Linked DNA regions of Pan troglodytes: region 1 is linked to region 2. The links are chromatin contacts, called in public Hi-C maps. All regions are on one chromosome and are shown on one strand. Each heading gives the region's core, a stretch centred on a gene start, on an enhancer-like site or on the middle of the called end of the contact. The rest is flanking DNA. Distances are from core to core; before and after follow the strand shown. Region 1 holds the start of CDC42BPA (CDC42 binding protein kinase alpha). Region 2 has its middle 110 kb from the start of CDC42BPA.

Region 1 (4,563 bases), core at 657-3,156, 110 kb after region 2:
ATAGAATAGGTAAAGAACTGACAGCTTGACTCTTTTGTTAAAAAAAAAAATGTATCTACATCTCATATACTTCCATTGTCAATTAGCATTTAGTGAGACCTAAAATGTTTTAGGTTCTCCTTTAAACTTCTTTCTAGTTATTTGTAAGTTGGAAAAGCAGGTATCTTGGAGCCAGTTCTTTAGTTAACCGTACTTGAAAAAGCAGAAGAAATTGCTTCCTTCTTTGCTACCGCATCTTATGGTCAAATGAAACTGTTAAAATTGGCTTCACCATTAAAATCCATGTTGTTGAAGAATGTTTGTTGAACTGAAAAAATGTCCATAATATATTGCTAATTGCAAGCAAGAGGCTATAAAACTCTTATTATGTATCATTTTTGTTAAAGTGCATAGGAAAAAGACTTGAATAATAAACACCTAAATATTGCTTATTATCTGTGTTAGGATTAAACTTTTCTACTACTTTTAGAATTAGACAACACACACCCATATAAAGATGTCATGGCTGGAAATGACTGACCTTTTGTTTGAATCTAAGTATCATTCATGTCAAGACGGCATTGAAAATAATGCTGTTCTTAAGCCAGGCAAGTGTAGACGTTGCAAATGTAGATTTCATAAAAGATTCACACTATTTCATGAATCACAACTTGAATCGACTTCTGTTAGCCTTCATTTTACGTCTAGGCCCTCATTTCTAATTCTTCCTCAGCTTCCATATTATCAAGATGTAAGATGCAATTGTGGACATTAACATAGAAACACAACCGCCTCACAGGTGTGGGGAAGGAATATAAAATAATTGTATTTTAGAGAACGACCATAAAGGAGATGGCAATTTTGAGAGAAAGTAACAGAACTGCAATGACCTAGTTTTGTGGTGTCAATTTAAATGTGGCATCTTCCATGAGAATTTTATAAAGGGAGCTCTCCTAAAACCGAGATTCACAAAAACCTGGAAGGGCCCTACAGGGATCAGGTGCCCTAGCTATTCAGCGATTTGCCTTTGCTGCCCTAATTCCTGCATTGTGCCACTGGGTTACAAGTGTGTGTGCGCGTGCACACAGGGGTGTAGGTTTGATGACAGTGGTGAACTGCCTTGACTGCCTTCACAGGCTGAATCCCCCGCAGGCGGTAACCATGGCTAGGGAAAAACAGGCAGCCGCTAGGACAGTTCCGGAGGAGACAACACCAGGCTCCCGTAGGGAAACTTTTGGGAATGGAGATGGGGGATTCCATCCTTTGCGTGCAGACCCAAGACTTCGATGGTAGCGCGGACAAGTCTGTCATTGTTTTTGTCCTGGGAAATGACACACGAAGTGCTGTAATTAGACACCTAAGAAACGATTACTCTGGAGTGTGCGCGAACCGAATCTGGGGGGCCGGTGGGGAGCAGGTAAGGGGCTGAAAGGCACCGTCTCCTCCAGCTCTGTCGGAAGCCTAATGCCCTCTGCTTCTGGGCGCCCTTAACAAACGCGCCAGACAGGTGATGTCTCCGACGACGAGCAGGAGCTCCCCTTCGCGATCTGCACCAGAAACCTCGGGGAGCCGGGGCCACGGCGCGGCGGTGGCGCAGTTCCCAGCCTGCGCCCAGTCCTGCCGCAGCTCCCGGCGCGGCCCGGTCATCCCGCCTCCATATGCTCCGCCACCGCCGCCCGGGCCTCCCTCAGCCCTCCCGCAGCTCTGCATTCCACGCTGCGGCAGCCGCAGCCTCGCCGCCTAGGCAGTCCACACCCCTCCCCTCGGGCTGGCGCAGCCACTCGGGCCCCGAGCCCGCGCCCCCTTGGGGGCCTCCGCTGGGCGCGCCGGCCGGACCCCGCCCGGCTTGGCCGCCGGCTGGGGCTGAGGCTCGGGCAGGGCGGGGGCGGGGAGTGGAGGGCGTGTGCGCGCGCGTGTGCCGGGGCCGGGGGGCCAGGCCGCCATATTGGATCCGGACTCGTCCGCAAGCCTCCGCCTCTGTGCGGCGGGACTGGAGGAGCCTTGCGGAGCCCAGGGCGCGAGCGCGAGAGGAGAGGGAAGGCGGGGGAGGGCTGGAAGGGAGAGGAAGGGAGTGGTTGGGAGCCGGGCTGCCGCAGCCTCTGGTCTCCTCAGCCGCGGAAGCGACCCCTCCTCCTGCGCCTCGGCCGCCTCCCTCCTCGCTGAGGAAAGATGCCCTTAGCCCAGGGGTGTGAAGAAGGGGGAGAAGTAGCTGCCAGAGCCGCCCGCGCCGCCGCTGCAGCTGCTGCCGCTTGTGTCCTTTGAATTCAGAGAAGCACCCCCCCGCCTGGGGCGTCGGGAGCCTCCGGCGCGGCGGCCGCGGTGCGGGTGTCGGGGAGACCGGGCTCTCTGCCCGGCGCGGCGCGGCGCTCGGCCCACGAGCGACCACCGACATGGAGTGGGCTCGGGCGGCCAAGTAGCCGCTTCTCCGGAGCCCGGTGCCAGTGCCGCCCGCAGCCCGCCTTCCACCCCCGGCCGCGCCGCCGGTCAGGCCCTAGGGTGAAGCCGGGAGGAAAATGAAGAGTTTTCACCGGAATCCGTTGAAAATAGGACTGACTGCAAAGCCTTAAAGAAAGAAGGACCTCGGGAGGAGAAACGAAAAGCCGCCTCCGGGCAAGACTTGGCGTGCTCCGAGCCGAGGGGCTGCTTCAGGGACCTCGCCCCCTCCCTTTCCCGCTGGAGAAATTGCCGCTGATGCATTATCCAAGTGGTGGTTGGGAGGATTTGCAGCAACATTTTTGGTTTTCCCTCCCCCTTCTATGCATTCTGTTTTTTTCCTCCCTTTTCTGTTTTTCTTCTTCCCGGGAAGTGAATTGCTGATGCAAATCGGACTTTATTCATTAATGATGCAACCGGATTCGTTTCAGGATTACGTTGCACGAGTTGAATTTTGAATGAAGGAGAAGAGTTTTTTTTTTTTTAAAGAAGTGTTGACTCTCTAGTTCGTTGTACTTTTAATTATTATTTTATTTAAATATACGACTTAATTGTATTCTTTTAAAAATGCGTTAAGTATATATTTTATGGTAATTTACCCTCAAAATATATGTATATGGGTGAAATTGAAGACGCTTCAGTTAAGTGAGGTTACTGGTGTGTTGGATGTTTAATTCAGCACCAGCATTGCATGACAGTTGTTTGAATAACAAGTGGTTTATTTTTAAAACCATACCTTTTAAAATTTAGGTTCAGATAATAGAAAAAGTCATCATAATAATTTAAAGGAAAACCAGCAGAAATCGAATTAAACATGTCTGGAGAAGTGCGTTTGAGGCAGTTGGAGCAGTTTATTTTGGACGGGCCCGCTCAGACCAATGGGCAGTGCTTCAGTGTGGAGACGTTACTGGATATACTCATCTGCCTTTATGATGAATGCAATAATTCTCCATTGAGAAGAGAGAAGAACATTCTCGAATACCTAGAATGGGGTAAGTTTGTAATTTTTAAAGAAACTTAATCTTTAGCTGGTCATTATGATTTAATTGGTATAGAGAGTTATGAGTAAACTCTACTCCGTTGAAAGAAAAAATACAATAAAAAAACAGACACTAGTTATTCAAGATTTTCCGCTAGTTTTTGGTAAATATTTTCCCAGGAGTAAAATTGTGCTGCTCAATTGTTGCCTTGATTTAAGGCCTAGCTAATGTGGAACTTGGCGACGAAGAACTTATGTTTTTAGGTCAACAGTAAGAGATTTTAAATCAATTCTGTGATGGGCAAAAGTGGATTATTGGTTACAGTTGCCTAATACATGGCACTATAATAGTCCTTCATTTGAAAGGTATTTATTGGTGGAAACATTCAGACTATGGAAATTATTCTCAAAATGGGAGGAGATATTAAAATATCTGTGTTTGCCTTAGGTCAACAGAAAGCTGAAGGTGGTGATCAGTGGGTTTTATTTCATCTCTGCATAGTACAAGGAAAGGAAACTGCTAAACATGGACTTTCCAAAAATTATGTTTGTAAGATTAAATGACATAGTTTAAAAATTTTGTGATAGTAGTTAGAGAATGTTTGGGGGCAGCTTCCACTTGAGAGTTACATTTTACTCTAAATTTAATTTAAATCTAAACTGGTTAGATTTTTGGCTTCATTCTTCTAAATATAGGTGTGATTTAGAAGACCTACTGTAGTGGAATAGATCAATGATGTGAGCAAACGCTCCATGACCTTCAAGCTTGAAGGCTTGGCTCAAGTTCTTCAGCGTCTGCTGTTATATACAGGACACACTCTAAGGTCCAGAAGTTCACTGTTGCAATAAGCACGCATCGTCACCCAGATCTGTCTGTAGTAGTGGTACGTTGGCTTTTGAAGGATTTTGGCCAAATATGATTTTGTACCTTTGGAATACTAATCATTTTAGTTTGTTCTTATGCTAAGTTCTTATGCTAAAATATTTGTTCCCAAGTAAAACTTTATTTTCCTGAAGTAAAAGTCAAGTGCTGATTGTGTCTTTTTTTTTTTTTTTTTTTGGATTTGAAATTTATTCAAAGTTAGTTTCTCAGGTAAACCACTGATACAAGAATGTCTACACGTAATAACTTTAATTATTCAATTTGCCAGTATAAGAATGTTTCTAGCAAC
Region 2 (4,751 bases), core at 1,815-4,314:
ATGGACGGGACAATTGTAACAGGGAGAGCCTGGTAAGAACTGTGTCTCCTGAGCTCTGCTCTTTCCTACAGGATGGGCATGTGAAGTGCTGGAAAGCCTCTTCTTTAAATGAATATTAAAGTGTTAATATTCTGGATTCTTGGCCCAGACATTGAATTTCTTTTCTTTTCCTTTTTTTTTTTTTTTTTTTGACAGGTTCTTGCTCTGTCACCTCCATTGGCATGCAGTGGTGCAATCATGGGTCATTTGCAGCCTCGACCTCCTGGGCTTAAGTGATTCTCCCACCTCAGCCTCCCGAGTAGTTGGGACTACAGGTGCTCACCACCATGCCCAGTTAATATTTTGTATTTTTAGTAGAGATGGGGTTTTGCCATGTTGCCCAGGCTGGTCTCAAGCTCCTGGGCTCAAGTGATCCTCCCACCTCAGCCTCCCAAAGTGCTGAGATTGCAGGCATAAGCTACCACACCTAGCCCCTAATCTAGCCTTCCTTCCTTTCTTGTTTTTTTTCCTCTAGGCAAAGAACTTTATTAACCTTTGTTTCAAACTTTATTCCCAGGCTTCTTCGGCCTAATTAACTGTAAAGAATGAACTGTGTATAAGCACAAACTGAAAAGAGCTGCAGTGTCCAAGGGGCTTGGGCTTAAAAATATTAGAGATCTAGATTTTATCAGATTCATAAACAAAAAATTCTTGAAAAGCCGTCATAATATAAAATGGCAGCTACCGGTAACTTCTTCAAGTTTTATCTTCAGAAGTTGATTCAATTCAGTTTGCCTCATTCTTGGAAGCCTCATCAAAATTCTCCACGATACCTGGAACTTCATCATCGTCATCATCCTCTCCACTAGCAAGTGGTGCTTTTCCATCCACGATTGTTTGGGCAGAGCTTCAGCCAGTCTCCTTAAACTAGTCAGACTGACTGCAGCAAGCTGGTTTAAGACGCTGCGTAGCATCTCTGTCAGCTGCTTTGTCTCACCATGGCCTGTAATGGTGAAAGTGTTCACTGCCAGAGATACCTGAACTTCAGGGTTGTTAAAGTGGATCATTGTTCTTTGGAGTTTTTCCTGGTTCATGATTGTTTCTTTCATCTTGTCAGAGTGGATAAGGGGCCACGCGGGGGACTAGGCTTGGTGCTCAGGGGCTCTTGGGTGGACCAGCTGAGACTAGGTGCACACACGTGGTGATGCAAGATGGCAGCTAAAGCCTTTCTTTTTCTCTCTCTCTGTCTCTCTCTCTCTCTCTCTCTGTCTCTGTCTCTCCTCTCTCCTCTCTCTCTTTCCCCCTCTCTCCTCTCTCTCTTTCCCCACTCCCCTCCCGTCCTCTCCCCTCCCCTTCACTTCCCTTTCCTTTTTCTCGCTCTGTTACCCAGGCTGGAGTGCACTGGCATGATCATAGCTCACTGCAACCTTGAACTCCTGGGCTCAAGCAATCCTCCCGCCTCAGCTGGGACTACAGGCGTGCACCACCATGCCCTGCTGTTTTTAAACTTTTTTTTTAGAAAAGGGGTCTCACTTTGTTACCCAGGCTAGTCTTGAACTCCTGGTCTCTAGTGATCCTCTCTCCTCAGCCTCCCAAATCGCTGAGATTATAGGTGTGCTCCACCATGCCAGACTCAGACAATTGCTCGAATGAGACTGTATTTTGTGATTTAAAATGCCCATAGAATGATCTTATACCTTAGAGCGAGCAGAAAAATTCTGGAGTCCTCATAATTTTTATCTAATGGCAGGAAAGAGCTTTCCTCATGGAATAAATTTTGAAGGAGCAGTGGGTAACAAAAATAAAGTTGCTTTTTGATCACGTCCCATGAGCAGTGCTGGTCCAACAAATGGATTTGGTGGTTAATGGTGAGCGTCAGGCCTCCTAAGACCAACCTAATCTGCAGGGTTCCTTGCTGTGGGCCCAGTGGGAGCACAGCAATCTGGGAAGAGTGGGTGAGCCCAGCTCATTCTGTGGGAGGAGTTGCTTCAACAGACTTGGATTGAGGTAAAGGCTGAATTTAAAAATATATCTTTTAATAAGGTGATACATTTGCAGACAGAGTTATTGCCCATGTCAAAACTTTGTGGGACAGATTCCTACTCCTACTTGGTTTTTGTTGTCATTGTTGTTGTTTGGTTTCGTTTTGAAACAGGGTCTCACTCCTGTTGCTCAGGCTGGAATTCAGTGGCACAGTTACTGCTCACTGCAGCCTTGACCACCCCAGGTTTAGGTGATCCTCCTGCCTCAGCCTCTTGAGTAGCTGGAACTATAGGCCTGCACCACCACACTCAGCTAGTTTTTGTATTTTTTGTAGAGACAGGGTTTTGCCATGTTGTCCAGGCTGGTCTTGAACTCCTGGACTCAAGTGATCTGCTCATCTCAGCCTCCCAAAGTGTTGGGATTATAGGTGTGAGCCACCATGCCCGACCCCCACTCCCATTTGTGATTTGTGCAGAATCTTCTGCCAGCCCCTCACATGACTCATGAAGGGTGAGAATTTTCCCCTAAAGTCTCCTCCAGAAGCCCACGCTAGAATCTACCACACTAACCAAATTTCATCGTGTGATGTTTCACAAGAAATTAGAATGAGTTATATCCATGCTTGCAGGCAGACAGTGGGTCCAGTTTGGAGAATCTGACCCCAGTGACAAGTCCAGCTCCTCAGGGATTTTTTTTTTAATTTTTAATTTTTAGTTTTTTGTAGAGATGGGGTCTCACTATGTTGTCCAGGCTGATCTCAAACTCCTGGCATCAAATGATCCTCCCACCTTGGGCTCCCAAAGTGCTGGGATTACAGGCATCAGCCACCATGCCCAGCCCTCCTTAGGGATCTTGATAAAAGATATTAATGGAAAACTGGATTAAGATCTAACATACTTATATATTCTTCCAGGCTCCTTGAAGCTCCAGAAGTCTTTGATTCTGTGTCTTCTTGGCTATAGCACAGTCTAAGAGTCTGAATTTTTGTCATTCTCCAGGCAGTGTAATGTTTGTACTGTGTGTGTGTGTGTGTGTGTGTGTGTGTGTGTTCTGTGAGCTGCCACGGCCACCGCTGCAGGCTGCAGCTGGTGTTGATGGTGCAGAAGCGCTGAGTCACTGGCTGTTTAGCGACCCTTACATCACGTTCCATTGTCCTTTCTTCCTTTCTAGGCTTTGAGAGCCCTTTCAGTGTTTTCATTTTGTTTTGTTTTTGCCCAGGGCCTCTCCCTGGTAGGAAATCAGGGTGTAAAAACTGAGAGGGTGCTGGGGCTCCCGAACAAAGCTGTGCAGAAGGACAGTGGATCCCTGCAGGCTGCTGAGGACACCCAGCAACTCAGATTCACATGCTGGAAGCACACGAGGGCCCTGGGCCAGCCCCAGCGGGGCCCCGGAGCCCCAGGGTGGGCTCTGACTGACATTTTTCTGCAGCTCTCCCTGCTGTGCTGGTTTCAACTGGAGCTGATGAGTTTAACAATCTCTTTATAAGTTCTGAATCCAACGTTCTTTGTGCCCATTTTAGCACAAGTGTAACAGGTGGTGCTAATTATCAGTGTGACATAAATTCTTGGAGAGGTAGCCTCTGGAGAGGGCTATATAGATTTTTTTAAATGACTATTTTGACCCAACAAGCTTGTCACTTTATTACAGTTGTTTTGTTATTAAAAAATACCTATTTATTATGGAAACATTGGGGAAAAAACAAAACATCATAAAGGATGAAGTAAAGGTTATTCGTATTCCACCACCCAGAGATGATCACATTTTGATATATAATCTTCTAATATTTTTTCTAAATATGGACTGATATGCACGTACGTTTTACATAATTGGGCCCACATTGAGCATTTTATTTAAACTGAAAAATATGCTGTGAATATACTCTTACGTCATTGAGCCATATTCTAGAAGTGCTGCAAATTAATGCAGTATGAGCAGAGAGATAAGATGCATCTTGGATTGTTTTATTTGCTGTCAGTTCATTTCTATTTGTAGGATATTCCTCTTGCCAGAATAGCCTCATTTACAAGTCCTGTCCCTTCCTTCCACCCCTGCAAGGGAGCTAAAGCATTTTCTCAGGTAATCATCCCACACTATCTCTGCATTTTTTTTTTTTTTTTTTTGTATATAAACTATTTATTAACAGACAAGGCCTACAGACTTATTCCTTCTTGGACACACCCATAGTACAGCCATGGCAGCCAGTGGTCTTGCTGTGCTGGCCTCAGATATGAAGGCCCCAGAGGTGGCGCAGCCCTCTATGGGCCTGAAACTTCTTCAATCGCTCCAGGTCGTCACAGAACTTGTTGTCCATTGGCTGGGATCTGGCTGTATTTTCCAAACTTTACATCCTTCTGTCTGTTCAAGAACCAGTCCGGGATCTTGTACTGGCATGGATCCCGCATAATGGTGATCACACGTTCCGCCTCATCCTCAGTGAGTTCTCCTGCCCTCTTGGTGTGGTCAAAGTCTGCTTTCCTCAACACCGCATGAGCATATCTTCGACACACAGCCTAAATGGCAGTGATGGCAAAGGCTTTTTTTCCACCGCCCACTGATGCTGGTGTTGAGTACTCGCAAAATATGCTGGAACTCTTCAGGGATCACTAGAGACATGGTGGCCACAGAGGCGGCAGCATGTAGGCCTCCTGTGGAGGAGAATCTCTGCGTTTTTTAAAATGCTTTCTGGGAAGCCCTAGGACCAGCTAAGATCTATCTGGATCAGTAGTTCTCAATCTTGAGCTCACATCAGAATCTCCTGGAAGGCTTGTCAAAGGAGATTGCTGGGCTTC

The links. Hi-C and Micro-C count contacts between places; a contact is called where the count stands out from the background.
Region 1: a contact with region 2 is called in a Hi-C map of stem cell-derived neural progenitor cells, with 4 times the contacts expected there. The contact joins the promoter of CDC42BPA here to the enhancer-like site in region 2. A contact is called at or near these places in 2 of 7 Hi-C or Micro-C datasets (induced pluripotent stem cells and stem cell-derived neural progenitor cells) and 1 of 1 datasets of contacts at active chromatin or transcription factors (stem cell-derived excitatory neurons).

Annotation. Positions count from the first base shown.
Region 1 is chr1:21,970,562-21,975,124 of NHGRI_mPanTro3-v2.0_pri, forward strand. CDC42BPA (CDC42 binding protein kinase alpha) reads left to right here and starts at 1,907. Exons shown (of 38, transcript XR_010150112.1): 1 at 1,907-3,404.
Region 2 is chr1:21,855,982-21,860,732 of NHGRI_mPanTro3-v2.0_pri, forward strand. It overlaps the pseudogene LOC100611142. Among named protein-coding and RNA genes, the nearest start is that of CDC42BPA, 110 kb to the right of the region's middle. Within about 2 kb of position 3,065, at least 12 of the 24 cell types and tissues checked have an H3K27ac peak or open chromatin away from gene starts, as enhancers often do. A contact at or near this core is called in induced pluripotent stem cells and stem cell-derived neural progenitor cells, where this site is marked.